Linked DNA regions of Zea mays: region 2 is linked to region 1. A link is a contact called in public Hi-C data. All regions are on one chromosome and are shown on one strand. Each heading gives the region's core, a stretch centred on a gene start, on an enhancer-like site or on the middle of the called end of the contact. The rest is flanking DNA. Distances are from core to core; before and after follow the strand shown. Region 1 holds the start of LOC103637404. Region 2 has its middle 46 kb from the start of LOC103636172.

What was found. Hi-C and Micro-C count contacts between places; a contact is called where the count stands out from the background.
Region 2: a Hi-C map of leaf shows a contact between it and region 1, with 6 times the contacts expected there. The contact joins the enhancer-like site here to the promoter of LOC103637404 in region 1. A contact is called at or near these places in 5 of 25 Hi-C or Micro-C datasets (ear, leaf, seedling and 1 more).

What each region holds. Positions count from the first base shown.
Region 1 is chr8:154,505,548-154,512,414 of Zm-B73-REFERENCE-NAM-5.0, reverse strand. It overlaps LOC103637404, which reads left to right and starts at 3,119. Exons shown (of 1, transcript XM_008659605.2): 1 at 3,119-4,186. The coding sequence starts at 3,119. The coding sequence ends at 4,057.
Region 2 is chr8:154,610,931-154,616,918 of Zm-B73-REFERENCE-NAM-5.0, reverse strand. No RefSeq gene overlaps it. Among protein-coding and RNA genes, the nearest start is that of LOC103636172, 46 kb to the left of the region's middle. Within about 2 kb of position 3,613, at least 8 of the 20 cell types and tissues checked have an H3K27ac peak or open chromatin away from gene starts, as enhancers often do. A contact at or near this core is called in leaf, where this site is marked.

The sequences.
Region 1 (6,867 bases), core at 1,870-4,369:
ACCCGAAACCCGAACCCGAAATACCCGAACCCGAACCCGAAATACCCGAAACCCGAATTTTGTTCGGGAATTTCGGGTAGCAACTTGCAAAACCCGAAATTATTTCGGGTAATTCGGGTATCACAATCGGGTACCCGAATTACCCGAACTTTCATGTGTCATGTACTCATGTCATGCTTATTTATTAATTTGTACATCTATAATTATGTGTAAGTGTGCATAACTTGTGATTGTAGATTGCTTGTGTTTTATATGTCCATGTATATCATTATTCAAACTATATTTTTATACTAATTTAATAGAGTGTATGTGTTTTTATGAAGCCAACACAATAGTTCGGGTAGTTCGGGAATACCCGAACCCGAACCCGAAATTTCGGGTACCCGAAATTTCGAGTATTGAAAAACCCGTTGTAATTTCGGGTATCGATTTTCAAAACCCGAAATTTTAAAAACCCGAATTACCCGACCCGAAAATTTCGGGTAACCCGAACGCCCACCCCTAGGCAGAGCTCATCACATCCTTCCTCTGCCTCGTGTCGCCTCTATAGAGCTTCTTTTATATTTACCTCAACAATTTACTAGTGTTAGCACCATGTTAGCTTTTATTTTATATATTTTTATAAAGGAAATATGAGGTTATATTAAAAATAATAATTGAACACTTAATTAAATCAATCAATAATATTTAGCTTATAAAGAAAATAAAATATACAATACTTAAAGAAAATTACACGATACAAAGATTCAGTTAAACTAAAAATTATTCAATGCATTAAAAATAAAACTAACATTACTTAAAAAGATAAAAAATACATAACTCATAAGCATACAATCTAATTTTTGTGGTGTTGATCCCAAATATGTTGCATTAAATAATTTTGGAGCTGATCATTCTCTATCACTAGGCTTGCATGGAATGTGACCTCTCACTAAAGTACGACAGACAGTGACTCTGATGATGAAAATGTTATTGCTCAAGTTATTCTTTTGTAAGATGTACGCAAAGCAATCTACTATGTGCATCTCTTATTGCTTCCAACTATTATTTAAAGTATCATGAAAAAATGAAGTTAGGACATTTAGACAAAGTGGATATTGTTGACTAATGGACACCATGGAGCCAATCATAACATGTTTCGAATGAATGCTTCACTCTTTTATAGTTTGCATGATTTTCTAGAGAGTACATATGGTCTTAAATAATCTATTAATATAAATTTTGTGGGGTCGCTAACCATGTTTCTTGTTACTTGTGGGCATGGTTGGTCAAATAGTGCTTTAATCAATATATTCAAACATTTTGGATAGACGATTAGCAGAAAGCTTTTGTGAAGTCTTGCACTGTGTGGTGTCTACGTGCAAGGACTATATTAGACCTATTGATCCAAATTTCTCCACGACACAGTATAATTTTTGGTGATCGAAGAATGATGCCTCATTTTAAATATTGCATTGGAGCTCTTGATGAATCCCACATTAATGTGACACATTCACTAGAATATGTTATTAGATACATTGGTAGAAGTGGCAATGCAACTCAAAATGTTCTGGTTGTTGTTGATTTTGACATGTGATTTACTTATGCCTCCATATGGCCGCCAGTGTCTATGCACGACACCAATGTTCTCTTCCGTGCATTAAGGAATGGTATGGATAATTTTCCACACCATCCTACAGGTATGCTATAATATTGTGGGATTTATTAACATTTGTACTAAAAATATATACTGTTGTTATTATGAAATGTAGGAAAATATTATTGTGTCGATGTTGGATATCCAACTCATCCTAGATACTTGGCTCCATATAAGGGTCAAAGGTATCATGTACCCGATTGAAGGAGAGAACCTGCTCCAAATAGTGAGCAAGAGCACTTTAACCATTTTCATTCAAGTATCCGTTATGTTGTGGAGCATGCATTCAGAGTATGGAAAATAAAGTGGAGTATTTTTTTCTTAAAACATCATCCTACAAAATCGAAGCGCAAAAGATAGTCGTTGCAGTTACTATAAGTTTGCATAACAACATTCGTGAGGACCATGCTTTAGATAAGGATTTTGTAAAGTGTGATCCAAATCATGATTAAGTGCCAACTATTTCAGAAAGGTATGCAAGATATCGGTATTCTCAAAATACATTAACAACACAATCCAATGGTCGGGTCATAGATAGATTTTTCGAGATGATATTGCTAGGGCAATAATTCTTTTCCAAATCGTTGTGACTTTTAGAGCATCTCCAAGGGACTCTATTTTTTATTTTTTATTTGACTCTCTATTTACCTCTTCATAAAGATTATACTCTATTTATAGCATATCATTTCAACAGACTCTCCAACGGACAAGTTAGTTCAACTAGCGAGAGTGGCTAGCCAAATTTGGCTACAGAGGAGGCCATTTTGGAGAGCTGGGTGGCTTGGCGAGTTGGATGGCTAGTCTGTCGGAGAGTTTTTCTGTTAAATAGCGAATAATTGGTCTGACGAGTTATTTGGCTAGTCTCTTGAAGATGCTCTTATATACATGTATGTCTATAATAGATGTTGTGTTTTTTTTTCTGAGTAGGATTGCATCTACATTGTTTGTATGAATTGAATATATATATATATATATATATATATATATATATATGAGATTGGTTATATTAATCTTGAATATCTAAAAAAGTAATTAGACGGCGTTTCTTTTGAAAAACATTATAGAAACCATTTTGCAAAATGTTTTTTATAATGGCTTTGGTTCCTTAAAAAAAACTGTCTGGACGGTCAAGCTAAAGCCAAAGCTATTTTTTTTTAAAAAAAATGTCAAATCCGGACCTCAGTATCGATACACTTTGAAAAAAAAAACTCTCTAAACTTGAATCCTAGATCCAGCACTGAAAATCGCCAAAACAGGGGTTGCATTTGGTTTCGGCCCGGCCCACTGCGCCCTCAACCATGACGATCGGCAGCCGGCCGCGCAAACGGAGTTCGGACTTTGGAATTGTGTTGCCGAACGGTTCGAGTCGGTTTCGGCCTTCGCACAGCAGCCATCGTATATAATAAGACGTCGAGACGGCGGCGAAACTATCCTCGTATCGATTCTGTTTATGCTCGCATAATCGCATTCTCCATCGTGCCAATGGTCGCGACGACCCGTTCCAAGACACGGCTGGGCCTAGGCTCACGGCTGCAGCACAACATGGAGACCCATCCATCCGAGGCAGAGCTCATCACGTCCTTCCTCCGCCCCCGCGTCGTCGTCTCTGACGACAGCGACACGCCGTGCGCGTCGTTCGTCCATGACGTGGACGTCTACTCCGCTGGCCCCGGCGAGCTCACGGGCAGGCTCGCTCCGGTGCTCGCGAGCAACGGCGACAGGGCGTGGTACTTCTTCTGCGCCGTGAGGGCAAAGAAGAGCGACGGGCAGCGCAAGGCGCGCAAGGTGCACACCGGGGAAGGGTGCTGGCACTCCGAGGCCGGCGCGAAGCCCGTGGTGGAGGGGCCCGGCCGGCTCCTAGTAGGGCACCGCCAGGCATTCTCGTTCATGACGAAGGTGAAAGGGCGGCGCGTCCGGTCGGGGTGGCTGATGGTGGAGCTCAGCCTCGACGGCGCCGACGCCGACGATGTGGTCCTCTGCAAGGTCTACTTCAGTCCGCGTGCGCGCGCCTCGCCGGCGGCGGCGTCCGGGCGCAAGGAGAGGAAGGCCGCCGCGGACGACAAGAATCCGGCCAGTTCGGCACGCCGGCGCCGCGACCCTCCGGCCGACGACGCAGAGGCAGGCACGCCCACACCCGACAACGACGAAGACAGAGACAGCGCCCAGAGCCGCGGGCTCGCTGATGATGACAACTCATCTACTACTGTGGCCGACGATCCCGACGCGGTCGGACTGGGAACGGACGACTCAGCGTTCTCCTGGTGGATGAGGAATAGGGATCGGTTAATGGAGAAGTACAAGATCGTCGACCGGCCAGACGAGGAGCTCCAGAAAACCCTCGACCTCGATGAGTACCTGCGGCTACTGAGCCGTGATCTCGATCCCGCCGATGCACTGCCGCGCGCCACGTCGTACATGTGATCACGCCAAGTTCAGCTGCTGTTGCCGTTAGGATTTACGCTAGGCAAAAAAACAAAAAAAAAGGCAATACAATAAACAATTTGTCTTATATATGCAGTTACATGCACTCAGCTCCTATAAGCGTGGACGCTTGCTGTTTTGATCCTTTAACACCAACGGGAACGTGATGTGATTATTTCAGATTGTAATAAGCCAGTATATAGTAGGACAAAAAAATAGAAAAAAAGAGGTAGAACGTAGGACGTGGCAAAGCACAACGATTACGAAATTGCACAATCATGAACTATGCTTTTCTCTTGTATACTTCGAGGATGTACTGGAATCCCCTTCTATCCCTTATAAGACTATATCTCGAGCCGTGTTGTCTATATCCGGAAGATCTAGGATCTGATCACGCACTAGACCGATATATTTAATCTACTACAGTTTTAATATATTTTGATCTAAATGTAATAAAGTTATATAGAGATTTACAAATCACGTCCCGGGCCATGGACCGGGTGGCCAGTCCCCTGTATCTAGGGATGAAAACGGATGAAAACGATCGAAAAAACCCATCTCCCATTTCCGTTACCATATTTTTTTACAAAAACGAAGCGAGAGCAGTATAGACGAAAACTGAAACGGTTGCGAGATATACGATTACACGAAAACAAATTAAAACGATCGGATATGCAACAAAAACGGACGGTAACCAAAAACTTTGGCCGGAATATGCAATATTGTATAGTCACTCATCAAACTACAATATTAAGAGTTTAGAACACTATAAATCACAACTTCACAAATTTAAAAGCCAGCATAAATATATATATATATATATATATATATATATATATATATATATATATATATATATATATATATATATATATATATATATATATATTAAAGATCAATAGCGTGTGCAAAGTCAACATTTTTTTCATCAACATTTTTCAATTATGAACCACAAACTTGTGGATATATAAGACAAGAGGGAGTATCCTATACGGTTGTAACATACTAACATGAAGGTTAGGAGAAAATACTGGATCGTTTTCGTTCTCATTCCCATAATGTACCATCTCGTTCCGTTTCCGCAATATGCCATGGAGGTTGCTGTTTTGACCCTTCAACACCAACGGTAACGTGAATGTGATCCCAGATTGTAGTAAGCCAATATAGTAGGACAAAAGTAAAAGAGATGGAACGTAGGACGTGGCAAAGCACAACGATTACGAAATTGCACAATCATGAACTATGCTTTTCTCTCGAGGATGTACTAGAACCCCTCTTATACCTTATATAAGACTATCTTCAGCCGTGTTCTCTATTATAGGGTGGAATTACGCCTGGAAAAAATACTTGAACTCGATGAGCCAGCTTGGTCTCGGTAAGGCTCGATACGTCTCTACGAGGCTTGCGAGCCTGAACAAGCTCGAGTCGAATCTACTGTTGTGGCTCGTTGGAGCAGCGAGCCGAGCCAGCTCGGTTAGGCTCGCGAGTCAGCCTCGTTGATATTATGTTATATCATTACACTATTAGATTATTGTATTGTGGATTTATTTCTTTATTTTTATGGACTCCATGCTAGATGTAGTACAAAATATGTTGCTAAATTATTGGTACATGCTTTTTATTTATATATAATAAAAACAAATCATTTATGTTATAAATGTGATTTATTGTGTAGCCTCGCGAGCCACCATCGAGCCGAGCCTCATTTTCTAGCTCATAATACGACCAGGCGAATAGAGCTTGGTTCATTGGTTCGCTGAGCTCAGTTCGTTTCTAGCCCTAAGTGGGATGGTAGAACAAACAAAAAAAAAATGTTTTATTTGATAAGATTCAAAGAGTAAATATTCGTCCGCAAATTTATCATGATTCGGTAAGAATAACAACAAAAGAAGATTTAAAAGAAAGGATTATATTTTATATAAATATTGAATTTGGATATATTCTAGATCTTCTTCCTTGACAATATATTTATTTTTCTTTCTTAAGAACGTCGTGGAGAGGAAAGAGAATCTTTATACATAGAACGGAGAAACGTAGAGGATGCTGCTACAGGAGACAAGGAGATAAGGGAGGAAATCTCAATTTAGAATAGATGAAATAATCGTTTATAGGCTCCTGCAGCCAGCGTAGTTTTGTTCAATTGCGTACCGGGCCTGGTGGGCCTGTACGCAGAAATTTAGAATGGAAAAAGAGTAGAACACGCCAATGGGCTTCGTTCAGGTGTCTGAGCAGCACCCAGTCCAGTGGGCTTTTTAATCTGGTGTCCAACAACACCCAGTCCTCAAGCGGGTTTATGGCCTGTTTGAAACGAACACACGGTTTTTAAAAACTAATTTCTATCTCCAATTTCCAGGAACTGATTTATAGGGAAAAAAACTAGATATGCGCGTTTAAAACTAGTTCTTCGATACGTGATACGTGGTTTCACGGTTTCATCCGAAAGCCACTAAAAATAAATACAAGAGTGCTTTTAGTTTTCTACTACGAGAAAGTCAGCTTTTAGAAAAAAAAACTGTTTCTTAGATCCAACCTTTTGGTTTGACTTTTGGCTTATAGAGGATAAAAACCAAAACTAAAAGTCAAAAGCTAAACCAAACATACCATTAAAAATAGGAATCCAGTTTTTAGAAATTAGAGCATAAACTAGCATATTTATAAGTATGCCAATTTCTATTAACCAGTTTTTTAAAAACTAGGCGCTGAATCAATACTGAAACCAGGCTGACAAACCAAACCGATGATATTCTAGAACATTCAAGATAGGGTCAAATCCGGGTTTTTCCCATCCCTCCAATTTCGAGTCGGACTCC
Region 2 (5,988 bases), core at 2,364-4,863, 100 kb before region 1:
TGAATCCAAAACTTGGTCTTTTTATTGGCTGAGTGTGAACCTTTTACACCTGTGTAATCTATAAACTTGGGCAAACTTAGTTAGTCCAATTGTTTGTGTTGGGCAATTCAACCACCAAAATTAATTAGGGACTAGGTGTAAGCCTAATTCCCTTTCAGATATGCCTTTACAAAAGCGTCCACCGAAGCGGGGTCGCTTGGTGGGTCGAAGCTGAATCTAAAAGACACAAGATGGAAAACGGACGGTACCTCTTGATCGAAGGATGGTGACGGAGTCGCGTCGGGGACGGACTGCACCGTTATTTCAGGTGCGCGGCTAACGCCTAATAGATCCTTCGTGAGCGTGCTGGCGTCATCCGTCCGCTTGGGGTTGGCGTGTTGCGGGGAAACGACGCCCGTCTTCGTCTCAGACCCGAGGTCAACGCCCGACGTGTCCCCCGCTGGGGCGCCGGCATCGTCGACTCGCTCGACAGCCGACGAGGTGCCGCCTCTTGCTTGGCCATGGTTGCCCCGCCTCCTCCTCCTACGGCGGGGAAGGTGACGGAACAGGCCTGGATGCTGTTCTTCCGCCACGGGGGGAAGACGTCGTCGATTCCGCCGCCGGCGGGCGGGCTGAAGGCCGCCATTGTCGTTGTCACGCGGCGGAAGAAGGAGTACTGTGTCGTAGCTGCCGTCGAGGGACATGAACTCGAGACTCCTGAAACGGAGCATCGTCCCGGGCTGGAGAGGTTGCTGGAGACTACCCATCTAGAGCTTGACGGGAAGCTGTTCGTCAACACGCAGCAGGCCCCTACCTGGCGCGCCAACTGTCGGCGTTTCGATCCCGGGGGGTCCCTGGACCGACGAGTAAATTGTCGCTGCGTGTCCCAGCCCAGATGGGTCGGCGCAAGACGGAACACAAGGGAGAAACAATAAGGGGAACTACGGCTCGTGTTGTCCTGCGCTCAGGGCGGATGAGCTTGCAGTAGGGGGTTACAAGCGTTCGCGAGGGAGAGAGAGAGAGAGCCTGTTCGTCAGCTCGTCCTCCCGCGCGGCCACCTTTTCGTACGAGGGCCATGGACCTTCCTTTTATAGACGTAAGGAGAGGGTCCAGGTGTACAATGGGGGGTGTAGCAATGTGCTAATGTGTCTAGCATAGAGGAGCCAGAGCCCTATGTACATGCCGATGTGACTGTCGGAGAGGTGTTGCTGCCCTGTTCATGTGATGTTGTGGCCGTCGGAGGAGCGCTTAAACCCTGTAGAAGTACAGCTGTCGGGGATGTCGGATCCTTGCTGACATCTCCTTGCTTCCGTAGGGGGCTGAGAACCGCCATCGTCATGGAGCACGCGGGGTGCCATCATTACTTGTTTACCGGGGCGAGCCAGATGGGATGCCGATCTTGTTCCCCGTAGCCTGAGCTAGCTAGGGGTAGGGTAATGATGTACCCCCCTTGTGGCGTGGTCGGTCCGAGCCCGAGGTCGGGCGAGGCGGTGACTCCTCCGAGGTCGAGGCTGAGTTCGAGCCTAGGGTCGGGCGAGGCGGAGACCGTCCTCCGAGGTCGAGGTGGAGTCCGAGCCCTGGGGTCGGGCGAGGCGGAGACCGTCTTCCGGGGTCGAGGTGGAGTCCGAGCTCTGGGGTCGGGCGAGGCAGAGACCGTCTTCCGAGGTCGAGGTGGAGTCCGAGCCCTGGGGTCGGGCGAGGCGGAGACCGTCTTCCGCGGTCAAGGTGGAGTCCGAGCCCTGGGGTCGGGCGAGGCGGAGACCGTCTTCCGGGGTCGAGGTTGAGTCCGAGCCCTGGGGTCGGGCGAGGCGGAGCTTCCTATGGCGCCCGAGGCTGGACTTGGCTGCTGTCAGCCTCACCCTGGCGGGTGACACAGCAGTCGGAGCAGGGCAGGCGGCGTTGTTTTCCTGTCAGGTTAGTCAGTGGAGGGGCGAAGTGACTGTGGTCACTTCGGCCTTGTCGACTGAGGAGCGCGCGTCAGGATAAGGTGTCAGGCGATCCTTGCATTGAATGCTCCTGCGATGTGGTCGGTTGGCGCGGCGATCTGGCCAAGGTTGCTTCACTGCGAAGCCTGCCCGAGCTGGGCCTCGGGCGAGTCGAAGGTGCGCCCGTTACTTGAGGATGCCCTCGGGCGAGGCGTGAATCTGCCTTGGTCTACCGTTCCTGCCTGAGGCTGGGCTCGGGCGAGGCGAGGTCGTGTCCCTTGAGCGGACGGAGCCTTGACCTGAATTGCGCCCATCAGGCCTTTGCAGCTTTGTGCTATGGTGGTTACCAGCCGAGTTTAGGAGTCTTGGGGGTACCCCTAATTATGGTCCCCGACAATAAGTTTATCTACAACTATTATAAGTCGACTGTCCGAAACAGGAGAAGCATTTTGGAAAAAAACACCTATGCGCGGACCGTCCGGGCCCTTGCGACGGACCGTTCGCGACACCAGGGTGTGGCTCGGACAGGAACATTGCAAAAACACAAGTTAACACTATGGACTGTCCGATGGAGAAGCAAGCGCCGCCCGAGACCAAGCGCGGACCGTCCGGCCTCAGGCACGGGCCGTCCGGTCGTTGTAAAACCAGAAAAACCCCGAAGGTGACGGGTTCGGTAAAATGCAATTTTAGCGTCCTCGCGGACCGTCCACGGTTGTACGGCCGGAACCGTCCGCGACTGCTTTATCTGACATCTGACGACGCATTAAATGCACTATAGTCGTTGATACAGCCGTTACTGCTGACCGTTGCGATTTCAGCCGTTACTACTGTCCTCGGAGAAGGGGAGGCTAGAAAAACTTGTGTCGAGGAGGACCGTGGGGGCCTGGCCGTGCGTTGGAGCGCCTGCGCCGGGGCCGCCCGTACCGAATACGACTGGGCCAAGGTCGCGCACGGCCCGGGCGCTGAGGCGCGCGCCGAGGCCTCCCGCACTGGAGTCACTCGCGTCGATGGGAGAGGAGGCGGCGCGAAGAGCAGGGCCGCCAGATGTGGCCGCGCCCGGAGGGGTAAGGGTCGCGTTGATGGGAGATGGGACAGCGCACGTCCCGCACCTAAGCCCAGAGGGACCCGCATGCCCCAATAAGGATCAGATACAGATACACTCTAACATCTTAACTATATTTATAATCAAAAGTCTTAGAGTTATACCATACAGTTTCTTAGTTGTCTCTTATTCTTGAAAAACTAGATCAGAAGTCCCTAAGTTGTACATGCCCTCATGATTTTATGAGTTACGGCGTTCTAAATGACATCACTCTTTCGTGAAGTTAATGACGTGTTAATGACATGATTAACCTGGCGTCAAAAGAAGAAAAACGCTTTCCCCTTATGCGGACACATTTCAAATCAAACGTGGAAACAACGACCATTTATATTAAACAGGGGGGAAGCAGTGCTTGGGGCCTTTTTGTTACTACTCGATCCAGCTGGATTGTAAAGCCTACGGTGCGGTATATTTCCACATACAGAAGGCTCGGGAAGGCTCGGGAAGAAAGCAGTCCTAGGAGATAGATGAAAGAGATGGCTTTAGACGAATTTGACAGCGATCCGGCGGCCTTGCCTTCGTCACGTAGCGCTGAGGTCACTACGCGCACGTTAGCGCGGTTGGAATTAAGCACCTAAACGTATTGTTAAGACGGTACGTTCAGAATAATCGTGTTACACGGCCAGCAGCTAGAGACGAAACGAGCGGCGGCGACGACGACGACCTGAGTCTCGGTGCGGTAGCTAGAGACGAAGGGCTAGCTTGTGGCACTGTAGGAAGTGGCGGAACGTGTGGCACGCTATGCTGTATATGTGTGTTTCCGAAGGTAACGATCACGGCTAAAAAAGCTCAAAGTATGTGGTGCGGTATATTTTAATATACGGATTAGGTTATTATTATCAACTGCATGTGCTATTTTTAGTGGCGATTTCTTAAAAAAACTATTATTACAAATCGTATTTCTAAAGACGGTTTCTTAAGAAAACCGCCTGTAGAACTCTACATACGGTTTTATTAATGAATCGCCTATATAAATCGATTTCTAGTGACAGTTTTCTTAAATTTTTCAAGTTTTTCAAACGACCTCGTATGATGTAATCACCAAAATAAAAGTTGTAGATCTTTAAAAGTTATGAAACTTTGTAGTTGATAACTTTTTATTTTAAATCATTTCGGCTATCAAAAATTACATCTAAATTTGATAAATTTAAAAATCAAATTTTGCAAACAATCTCACATGGAAAAAATGACAAAATGCAAGTTGTAGAACTTCAAAAGTTATTCAACATTGTAGTTGACAAATTTTTTATTTGAATTCATTTACGGTCTCAAACAAACAATTTACACTCTGTTGGTTGTAATATGAGGACAACAAAACTACAAATATATACAAAGTATGTTATAGGCAGAGCGGTATAGGAGAGTACACGCGAGAGTAGGGTAGGGGTTTGATTCCTAGCAACCGCGTAGCGCGGTAATGCCACGACTTTGACGGGACGGGTGGGTAGGCCGATGCCTCTCCTTAAATAAAATATTTTTTTGTTTTTTTAAATCTGTTTTATGTTTCTGAAAATAATTTGCATTGGCGATTCTCAGTTACTCACCTATAAAAATAGTAACTATAAAAATGATAATTTCTAATGTTCCTTAACACCGACGGTTATATAAAATACCAGTAAAAATAGGTTCACAACCAACAATATTCTTCGTCCCCTATCTATATATACTACTAGCTGCTGGCGCTTAGTCGTAACGATAAAGTGAACGAACGAACCACACACATATATAAATCTGCATGCAGATCGAACACTGCTGCTCCTCTAATGATCGAGTTCTGATCCCTAGTACTGCCACATGATGATCGATCAGATCGTGATCTTCGATCGCCCACGATGATACGATACACACTTGGTACCTGCACAGATTCCTGACCTGGCGCCATTATTCTCACATGCACACCGGCACGCAGCCTTGATCCGTTCGTGATCCGCCCGTGTGTGTGTGCGCGCGCGCTGGCTTTGCTTGCAATGCAAATGGCGGGCTGATGAGACCTGGAAATCCTCCAGGATTCTTGCTATCTAGCAGGTCGTCGCGACCTCGCCTCACAGCACTGATCCGGATCCGGCCCCTCGCTCCTCCTCGAAGGGCGTACGCGTCGCGCGACCTCGCGTTCGACTACCACTGCAGCTCCTGATCGCTTGCAGAGTCGTTCGTGCGTGCGTGCGTGCCTGCCTGCTGCACTAACACTCAGCAGCCAACCGCGGCGCGACATGTGTGCTGGGCTGCTCGCTCGCTCGCTCCGACACGGCGGCCCGCCCCGAATGGAGAAAGACCAAGTCGTCGCTCCGGCTCCGACACGTCGGAGGGAGTAAAGAAACCGCCGCGGCGCGGGCCACGGAGGCCGACTAGTTTATTTAACGTTGATACTGCCTACGTACGGTACGCCAGCCAGCCCCCCGCCGGGACAGGATGAACGACAACCCCGCTGGCATAAAGAAACCGTCGGAGCGGATCCGCTTCGGTACGTACAACTCAGAGGCGATCGATCTACACGGAGATCCGGCCAGCGTCGATCGGGGAGCGCCGAGGATGGATGGATCCCCGCGATCCCGTCACCGTTCCAGCAGCAGAAGCTTCGCTGGTTCGACCGCCCCGTATCGCGCGCGACAGAGCGCGCTGCTGCTGCTGCTCAGCTGGTAGTGGGTGGGTGCATCGGACACCGCGGATGGCCGTGTACGGGGACATGCGGCGTCGGCGTCAAGATCGCGAGCAACCACAGCGACGATCGATCTCACAAGCACCGAAGCACGCCACTCGCGGCGCCAGCCTGCTCTGGCCATCGCATTGGTTAGTTAGTCGCCGGGCGCCGGCTCTGGGGATCCTTGCTGATATTCGCTTCACGTGCGGCCGGGACCACGGCTGGGTATGCCGGCACGGGCACAGCGGGTGGCGACACGGCGAGACCTTCGATCGGCCGGCTGCGCTGCGCCCCCCGAGCGTGCGTGCTTTAGGCTAGCTGGCTCGCTCGGTGGTTGCGGCCTT